Regions from separate parts of the Mus musculus genome. Here all the other regions are linked to region 3. Evidence: chromatin contacts called from public Micro-C data. All regions are on one chromosome and are shown on one strand. The core of a region is the stretch at or near the end of the contact, and the rest is flanking DNA. Distances in the headings are between cores, read along the strand shown.

Region 1 (2,700 bases), core at 139-2,638, 41 kb after region 3:
CTTGGGAGTTAGTATGCCACTGTGAGGACAGTAAGAGTCTCTCCAGATGCTGCATGGAATCACTGCACATCTGGGAGATCACTGAATGATACAGGTGATGGTTATCAGCATCAGCCCACCACGGAAGCTTGCCTGCCCAGTTAATATCTGGTGGAGGAGATAAATGAGTACCAGAGACCTGTGGGAGGAAGGGGGCAAAGAGACCTGGGGACTGCCTTCAGACTCCAGTCCAGTGCTCTCCCACCATCGCTGTTCCTAAGGACACGTCTTAGGGACAAGACTTCTCTGCTTTCAAGCCTTCTGACATCAAGTCTTCTCTGCTCCCCTTCTCTTCTTGCTTTGTCTCTCCCTCCTCCCTTGACTCTGTGAACAGGGCTGAGCTGGCGCTTAGGGTCTGAGACACTACACTGGAAGGATCCTTAGAAAATGTCCATCCTAGGAATGGGGTTGCAGCTCATGGGTAGAGTGTGGTGCCTGAGTTTTATTTTTACCACTGAGGAAGAGACTGAGGTTCAGAGAAGCACCCTGGGCTGGAATATAATTCTGTTGTGCCCAGAGGCTTCTCTGTAGATGCAATCCTCCTGCCCCTGCATGGATCCAAGACTCTTCAGTCTTGACTAGCTTCCACGTTCCTGGAGCCCTTATCATTCCCCACCCTACCCTGAAGACTCCTACCTTCCTCCAGGGGCTGTTTCTCCTCCAGGTGCTGATGCAGCAGCAGCCACATAACCAAAGACTGCCCTTGGTCATAAGGACAGGAGGTCCTCGCTGTCCATGGCTTTCCCCCTGAGCTTAGCTAGAAGACACTTAGTCCTGGTGTCATACAACTCATACCTCAGGCAACAGTGTGCCAGCTCTGCTCAGCCTGGGCCCGGAGCTTGGCTTTGGGCAGTAGCCTACAGAGGCTCCCTCAGGATTGGACTTGAACTCCCCAAGCCTACTTTGTGGAGTTGTGTGGGGAATGGAGATCTTTAAACTCCAGGCTGCTGGAGCCTTAAAAGATCTTCTGGGATCAGCCCGTTGAACCCCATTCTCCGCCTTCAGCTGTTCACTGCCTTGGTGGCTCAACATGATGTTCACACTCTATCCCGTCTCTAAGTGCTCACCCCACCTCTGTTAGATGGCCTTTAGAGCTCAACTCAGGGCCATAGTCTCCTCTCCCATTAAAGAATTCTTGAAGTCCCAGCACACGGCTCTGGTGAGCCTGACAGAGAGAGGGACTAAGTCAGAGACACTGGCTCACCCGAGTCACAGAGTTGAGTACAGGCATATTAATCAGAGCTATCATGCCTTCTGTCCTTGGGGGAAGGAGACACTCAAAAGCAGTGTGTAGGAAACTCCTTCTGAGTGACACTGGCTGCTCTCAGTGAAATGCTGCCCCCTGGTGGAGGATATGAACTAGGAGCCTTGTCTCAGACGAGGGTTGGGCTCTAAGGAAGCAGGGGACCTCCTCCTCAGAAATGCCAGATGGGGTCCCCTCTACCAGGTACGCTGGTATCTGATGTTTTGAGAGTACTTACTGGGGAAGAGTCCCAGTAGAGGCATTTCCTGTTAACCTTCTAGAGGAGGAAGAGAATCCTCAGCTGCAGCCCTGCCCTCTAGTAGTTCAGAAGCACTTCCTAGAGGAGCGGCCCGTCCTCTCTCTGAGGAGTTCTTCCTCTGTTTCTGGGACTAGTGTTGTGCGAGCTGAACACCTGGTGCAGAGGTAGGGCCCTATCTCTGATGCAAAGAAACCTGCCGGTTTGAAAGGGCTTTGTAGGGAAAGTACTTCATGCCCTTCAACCCTGTGCTACTTTGTTTCTCTCTATTTTCTTCTGCTTTGGTCTGTCTAATGATGAGGTTGCATTTGAGGTCCCTTTGGAGGGACTCTACGACAGTCAATCTCAAACTGCCTCAGGCTTCAGAAAAACCCAGGCACTAGTGACAGCATGTGCACTACTAGTGACAGCATGTGCACCCTTACCGTTAACTCAGAGGCCCTCTGTGGTAGCTCTAAGGAGAGTCTAGCAGAGACAGCTTGGATGAGCATCTTCCAGGTCTGTGTGTGCTCTCTGCTTCCACTGAAGGTGATGTTACCCTCAGCCTGGGTTCAGATCATCTGGGAGCTCCAGTTATCAGAATGACGCGCTCCCCACATGCTGAGCTACTTGAGTTCCTTGGACTAGGCTTGTGCTCAGACAGACAGGTTTTTGTTTGCTTATCTTGTTTTTAAAGGCAGAGTCTCACCATGTAGCCCTAGCTGGCCTGGAACTTACAATGTAAACCAGGCTAGCCTTGAGCTCAACAGAAATCTGCCTGTTTCTGTCTTCTGGGTGCTGGGATTAAAGGCATGCACCGCCACCCTTGGCTAGGTGGTTTTAAAAGTGTCCAGGTGAATTTAAAGTACAGCAGGGTTAAGACAAGGGGCTCTAGAGATGAGAAAATTTGTCAGGATTTTCAAGAAAATATGGTGGCCCATTCTTGGTACTTTGAATAATTTACAAATAGATTTAAGTCATGAGCATGTTGCCGTCTAGAGTGGGCAGAGACTCACATGCAACAGTGGGTCCAGCCTCTGGTCTTCCTTTGCAACATGTGACATTAGCTGTCCAGGTTGGATGGGGGGTGACAGTGGGGTTGGAGGGCAGGAAGGGGGTGTGCAGTGGATCAGCACTGCCCTCAAGTGGCAAAATTGTGTTGGTGCACTGAGTGCTGGACATT
Region 2 (2,700 bases), core at 65-2,564, 40 kb before region 3:
GCCTCAAATTTGATGTAGCCAACAGTGACTTCTGATCCTCCAGGTCTCATTTCCTGGAGAGCTGACTTTACAGGCATGGGCCACCAAGCTTGACTTATATTTATGTATGGCTGGGGAACTCACCCCATCCTAGGCAATCAGTCTATCGACAGGACTACTTCTTGAATAATTTCATTACACAAACATCTGCAGTCAGTTAGGCTTGGCTAGGTCTTAGGCACGGGGCTCATCATGTTAACTGTTCCTAGTCTCGACTGTGCTTGGAATAGTTCCTAATTAGAATAGGAAGTTGATGCCCCTGCCATTAGGAAAGTGGGGATAGGAGAGCATTCCTCAACCTGCCCATTTTGTGGGAGATTGATGCTTATTCTCCTATTGTCTCCTGCTCCTAGTCAGACAGGCTCCCTGTTTTTCTAGGACCTTTGGCTGTGAGGCTGGCTCAAGCGCTCTGCTGTTGTTGTTGTTGTTATTATTATTCGATGTGTGTTGCAGTTTGGGGAACAGAGGACAGCTTGCAGCAGTTGCTTCTTACCTTTCCTCAAGTGAGTAACTAGGATCCAACACAGGGGTTCAGTTTTTGGCTGCAAGCTCCTGTACCCACTTAGCATCTCGCTAGCATGGCTGGGGTTCTTGAATGGCAGGAGGGTACAAGGTGCTCGGGATGTCTCTGGCAAGTTCTAAACACACAGGGATTTCCAGAAGAGGGAGGAGCAGGAGGAGGAGGAGGAGGAGGAGGAGGAGGAAGAAGGAGGAGGAGGAGGAGGAGGAGGAGGAGGAAGCTTTGATGACCATGGGTTCCTTCTGTGGTCTGGCTCCCTCAATTTCCCCCACTTTCTCTGCTGGCTGCTCGCAGCCACCTCTGTGTTACAGGGGCCAGAAAGGTTTGCACCGGCAAGTGCAGGTTTGCTCCTTCCCTCCAGTGCTCATCCTTCTGACCCACTCTCGCATCAGGGAAAGTTCTGGCTCCACCCGCTAGTATTAGGGGTTCCAGGCTCTTCCTCTGCTGATGTTAGGCAACTTCCTTATTGTAGGGCGTTCATCAATCTCCACTGTTGGGGGCCTAAGTCCCCTACCTCTGTCGGCTTGAACTGCAGGGGTATTGTCCTGCGGTCCACAGACACGCCCTGCGCCGGGTGGAGACATCTGGGAGGGGGGGGGGGTCTTGCTCACTGGTTCGTCCTCCCAACCCCACCTCCTCTTCGGGCATTTGTGGCCAAGCAACAAATGACCTCTGTCCCCGGAGGCTTCCGACTTCCGCGCGGACCCCTCCCAAACCGGGAACCCCGTGAGAACCCAGCGAGGCGGTGGGTGCCTGCAGCGGGGACGGGACGGGGCAAGCCAATCTCCTGTGCCTACACCTGGACGGAGCCGGAGCCGGAGCAGCAGTCCCAGCTCAGGTCTCCCCTTGCCGCCCCCCCCCCCCGCCCCCCAATCACGGTGGCCCGCAAGACCCGGACGGGCGGACTCTCAGGCTCCGCGGCTCCGGGCTTTGCGCAGCGCCGGCTCCGGTAGCGCGGGCTCCGAGGACGCCGGATGAGGACAAAGGGCGCGAGGTGAGGGTGGCCGCAGGGCTGGGGGTCTTGCGCCAAGGGGTGTGGGAGGTGTCCATGTCAGTGTGTGCGCGTGTGTGTGAGTGAGTGAGAGAGCCATCTAGAGCCACAGCCAGAACGAGCCAGAGCGCTCCTGGCACATGGTGAAGGCTTCGGCTGCGTAGGTAAGAACTTTAGGAAAAAGACAGCACTGCTCCAGGTTGTGTACACCGCGGCTCCGTTTTGGGGAGGCTGTTTGCCGCCCGCTGCCCCCCGGGGGTGGTGGCAGCCGCGTCTTCTGCAGCACGTGGGACAAGGGAGAAATGGGACTTCTTCCCAGAGTGGCCAGCCTGTGAAAGGCTGGTGGCTGTGGTGATCATTGGTTGAGTTTGGTTATTGGATCTCCGTTGGGAGCCACAAACAAAGGCTACTGGCTGAAGTCCAAGAAAGTGTGTGTGTGTGTGTGTGTGTGTGTGTGTGTGCGCGCGCACACACACACACACACACACACACACACACACACACGCGTCCGCCAGCCCACCAGTGATCAGGGTTAGGGTTGTGGAGGAAGGCCAGGAGACACTCCATGCAGAGAGACACTGGGCCATTTGCTGTCAAACCTCATTTAATCCTTGGTCCTGAGGAGCAACCAAAAGAAATTACCTATTTTATAGACTGAAGTTTTTCTTGAATCAACTTTTATTATAGAGTCAAGTGTTGCCCCAGGGCTTGAAATGCTGTTTTATTAGCCCTTTAAAACCATGAATGTGTAAATTTAACCAAATAAACACCCATTTAGTCCCATCAAGGACAATCTTTTGCCTTTAACAATGGGCGTCACACAAGATGATTCTGAACTTAGTCTCAAAAAGACGTGTGCAGGTCTGAGTTTGCATTGCTTGGTGGGCTGATGTTGCTGGGAGTTTTAATTTAGAGTCCATCTCGGTTTTCTTAGTTTCTTTACGCCCCCCCCCAACCTCCCACGCTGAACTTTGGCTCATTTAAAGTTTACAGTAGGATCTGTGACTTTTGGTTATCCCGCAACATTTGCTTCGGGATATCCGTTCTTCCTCATTCTGATAAGAGTATTCTTCACGGAGTTAGAAGTCATTTTGGTTTGAAATTGGCATTCCACCTTGGCCCTTCTTGTTATTGAAGGTGACTAAAGCGG
Region 3 (2,700 bases), core at 46-2,545:
GAAATAAGTTACATTGAAAACCATGTAACACACAAGAAGGAAAACAAGGGACAAATAAGACATAAAATCCAGGCTGGGCGCTGTGGCGCATGGCTTTTAGCCCCGCACTGGGGAGGCAGAGGCAGGTGGAGCTCTGTGGGTTCAAGGCCAGCCTGGTCTACAGAATGAGTTCTAGGACAGCCAAGGCTACATAGGAAGATCCTGTCTTAAAAATATTAGGATAAAGTTCAGGTTCTTGATTACTTGGGATGATGGAATATATATATATATATATATATATATATATATATGCAAAACACTCAGACACAGAAAACATGTTTTAAAAATTGCTTGTGGTCATTTGCATAAGCAAAACCAAGTAACGACAGAGGATACAAATTAGGAAGAAGAACTAAAAGTGCCTATAATTTTGCTTCGCTAACATACCTTGTTCACATTTTAGTGTACTTCCTTCCAGCTTTTCCCCTATATATTAATGAACAAGAGAGCATGGTGGTACTTGGAGGGGGAGGATCAGGAGTTTGAGGTCAGCTTTTGCCATATGGTGAGTCTGAGGCTAGCCTGAGCTACTAAGATGCGTCTCAGACAAACAACTGACAATTATAGAATGTGCTAAAGATGTGAGGGCTGCAGCTTCTCACCTGAGCGCATGCTCTTCCCTGCTACCGTTCACGGATCTCACTATTTGAATAGCTCACCTTAGACGTGTAGAAGCCAACCATAGTAATGAGTTAATGCTAGCAAGAATAATGTGGAAAACGTTAATTTTTTTCCCCTGCAAAGTTTTGGCAGGGATCTGATATTCAGGATCATTCATTGCTTTCTTGTTTTTGTTTTCCTCGCTCCCTTACTGGAGAATCTCCTCAGAGACCCTCATGTTATTTATGTGTGCTCTATGTTGGGGGATGGGTAGGATCTCTTGCAAGGAATTCTGTTACTGAGAAATTGTGGTGCGCTCAGTGGGGACTGGGAGGTCTCTGAAAATTATACTCATGGTCAGTTGTAGCCAGAGACATAAAAGTGTTCATGGTTTCCTTGACTGGGACCTGCCTGTGTCTCAAGGGCAGAGTTCATAACATTGTTGCTTTGAGCAAAAGCCACTGAATTCTTATCTCTCCTTAAGCTGTTGTTGGAAGATCCACCGCAAACTGTATCAGTGGGGGGAAAAAAACCTCAAAACAACACAACAACAAAACTGTAGCAGCTGGGTCATCCTGACCTAGAACTGCCTGGAATGTTTCTAATTGTGGCAGCTGGCAGTGCAGAGTCACCTAGGCAGCCAGAGCCTCTTCAGTGTAAGTTCGTAATCAGACTCATTGTTTCACAGCTAGGGATACATGCCCGAGCCTGTCTGGCTCTGTAGGAGGAGGGAGATGTGCATCTTCCAAGCAGTGAGCTGGGTCCATCCTTACCGGCATTAGTGGGTACCAAGGCTGTCATGTTACTGATGCTGGAGAGCTGGTGGGACAGGGGTGTGGCTTATGTGTTTCTGTGTGGATTGCCTTTGCAGGGCGTCTAGGACATGACACGGTTCATCAAAGATTTGGTAGGATGTCACTATCTTTTAAAACTCTTCAGCTCAACGGTCTTCTAGGCGTATTTTAGACCTCATTTTGCTGAGAAAATGAAGGCTCTGGGGAGTGGCCACTCATCCCCATTATATATCAGATACCCCTAAATGTTTGCCTGAGGGAGAGTGAGTGAGCAACGACACTAGTGGAAGGAAAAGACCTTGAGAGAGACTGGCTGATATGGACCCAGAGTGAGTCCCCACAGTTCAAAGGTTTCTTCGCCTCCCAAAGACCCAGTTTTTAAGTTCTAGGTTCAAAAGACAGGAGGTGGGGGTTGAACGTAGGCAAACAGCACAAGACAGATGAGGAAGTATGTTTATGACTGACAGAGGGATTTATAATCTTCATTTTAAATAATGCCAGGGACTGGAGAGATGGCTCAGTGGTTCAAAGCAATGGCTTCTCTTGCAGAACATGCAAGTTTGATTCCCATCACCCACGTGATGGCTCACAGCCATCTGTAGCTCCAGTGCCAGGGGATTCAATCCTCTCTCCTGGCCAGAATGGGCACCAGGTACACACACGTGGTACACACACATACATGCAGGCAAACTACTCGTACACCTAAAAGAAATTAACCTTTAAGAAAAGGACAAATACTGCCAGCAACCACTGCTAAGTGCGTCATTCTACTTAATCCCCACAGAGCTCCCATAAAGCATCATTATCTTCATGTACTTCCAAGGAGGTCGGAGGGCAGAGGCATGGGATCTGCCACGGGTCACAAGGTAACAGTGGGTGAGAAGGATGGGCCTGGAACCCAGGCACAGATGTCCCAAAGCTTCCCTGGAGACTATTTTCCTGTAACCTATGCCAGGGATAGACATTTCACTGTGAGGTCTGAACTTTTATTTTGTATTTGACGGAGGAAAGAGACCAAGTGAGAAGGGCTTTCTTTTGTAGAACCAAACCTCAAGTATGGGTCCTGCTTCCAGAAGAGAGTCATTGCAGAGAGCCAGGCAGGTGGGGAAAGCTCCGAGTTAGGGTAGGAATGTGTGGGTGGAGTTTATGTGGAGTCCTTGTTTGATTGTTTGTTTGTTTTTGTTATTGTTGCTTTTGTTGTTATAGCCAACACCAGCATTTTGTCATCCTGGCCTTCCATTTGTTCTTCACATAGATGCATAAAATC

Evidence for each region. Hi-C and Micro-C count contacts between places; a contact is called where the count stands out from the background.
Region 1: a Micro-C map of granulosa cells shows a contact between it and region 3, with 1.9 times the contacts expected there. The contact joins two enhancer-like sites. A contact is called at or near these places in 6 of 15 datasets of contacts at CTCF or cohesin (the G1E-ER4 cell line, the NIH/3T3 cell line, embryonic stem cells and 1 more), 101 of 484 Hi-C or Micro-C datasets (the AtT-20 cell line, the Ba/F3 cell line, the C2C12 cell line and 61 more), 8 of 115 datasets of contacts at active chromatin or transcription factors (Th17 cells, astrocytes, embryonic stem cells and 3 more) and 5 of 9 other capture datasets (adipose tissue, embryonic stem cells, embryonic tail and 2 more).
Region 2: a Micro-C map of granulosa cells shows a contact between it and region 3, with 3 times the contacts expected there. The contact joins the promoter of Greb1 here to the enhancer-like site in region 3. A contact is called at or near these places in 12 of 39 promoter capture datasets (the 3T3-L1 cell line, 3T3-L1-derived adipocytes, the HPC-7 cell line and 5 more), 28 of 484 Hi-C or Micro-C datasets (the AML12 cell line, the Ba/F3 cell line, the HPC-7 cell line and 19 more), 8 of 115 datasets of contacts at active chromatin or transcription factors (the SCID.adh cell line, T-cell acute lymphoblastic leukemia, a colorectal cancer cell line and 3 more) and 3 of 9 other capture datasets (adipose tissue, liver and pancreatic islet).

The regions. Positions count from the first base shown.
Region 1 is chr12:16,717,784-16,720,483 of GRCm38.p6, reverse strand. All of the region lies in intron 9 of Greb1 (gene regulated by estrogen in breast cancer protein), which reads left to right. Among named protein-coding and RNA genes, the nearest start is that of Ntsr2, 66 kb to the right of the region's middle. Within about 2 kb of position 1,388, at least 16 of the 459 cell types and tissues checked have an H3K27ac peak or open chromatin away from gene starts, as enhancers often do. A contact at or near this core is called in Sertoli cells and granulosa cells, where this site is marked.
Region 2 is chr12:16,799,500-16,802,199 of GRCm38.p6, reverse strand. It overlaps Greb1 (gene regulated by estrogen in breast cancer protein), which reads left to right and starts at 1,314. Exons shown (of 35, transcript NM_015764.4): 1 at 1,314-1,553.
Region 3 is chr12:16,759,051-16,761,750 of GRCm38.p6, reverse strand. It overlaps Greb1 (gene regulated by estrogen in breast cancer protein), which reads left to right. Exons shown (of 35, transcript NM_015764.4): 2 at 2,218-2,299. Among named protein-coding and RNA genes, the nearest start is that of Greb1, 40 kb to the left of the region's middle. Within about 2 kb of position 1,295, at least 19 of the 459 cell types and tissues checked have an H3K27ac peak or open chromatin away from gene starts, as enhancers often do. A contact at or near this core is called in Sertoli cells, granulosa cells, muscle stem cells and 1 more, where this site is marked.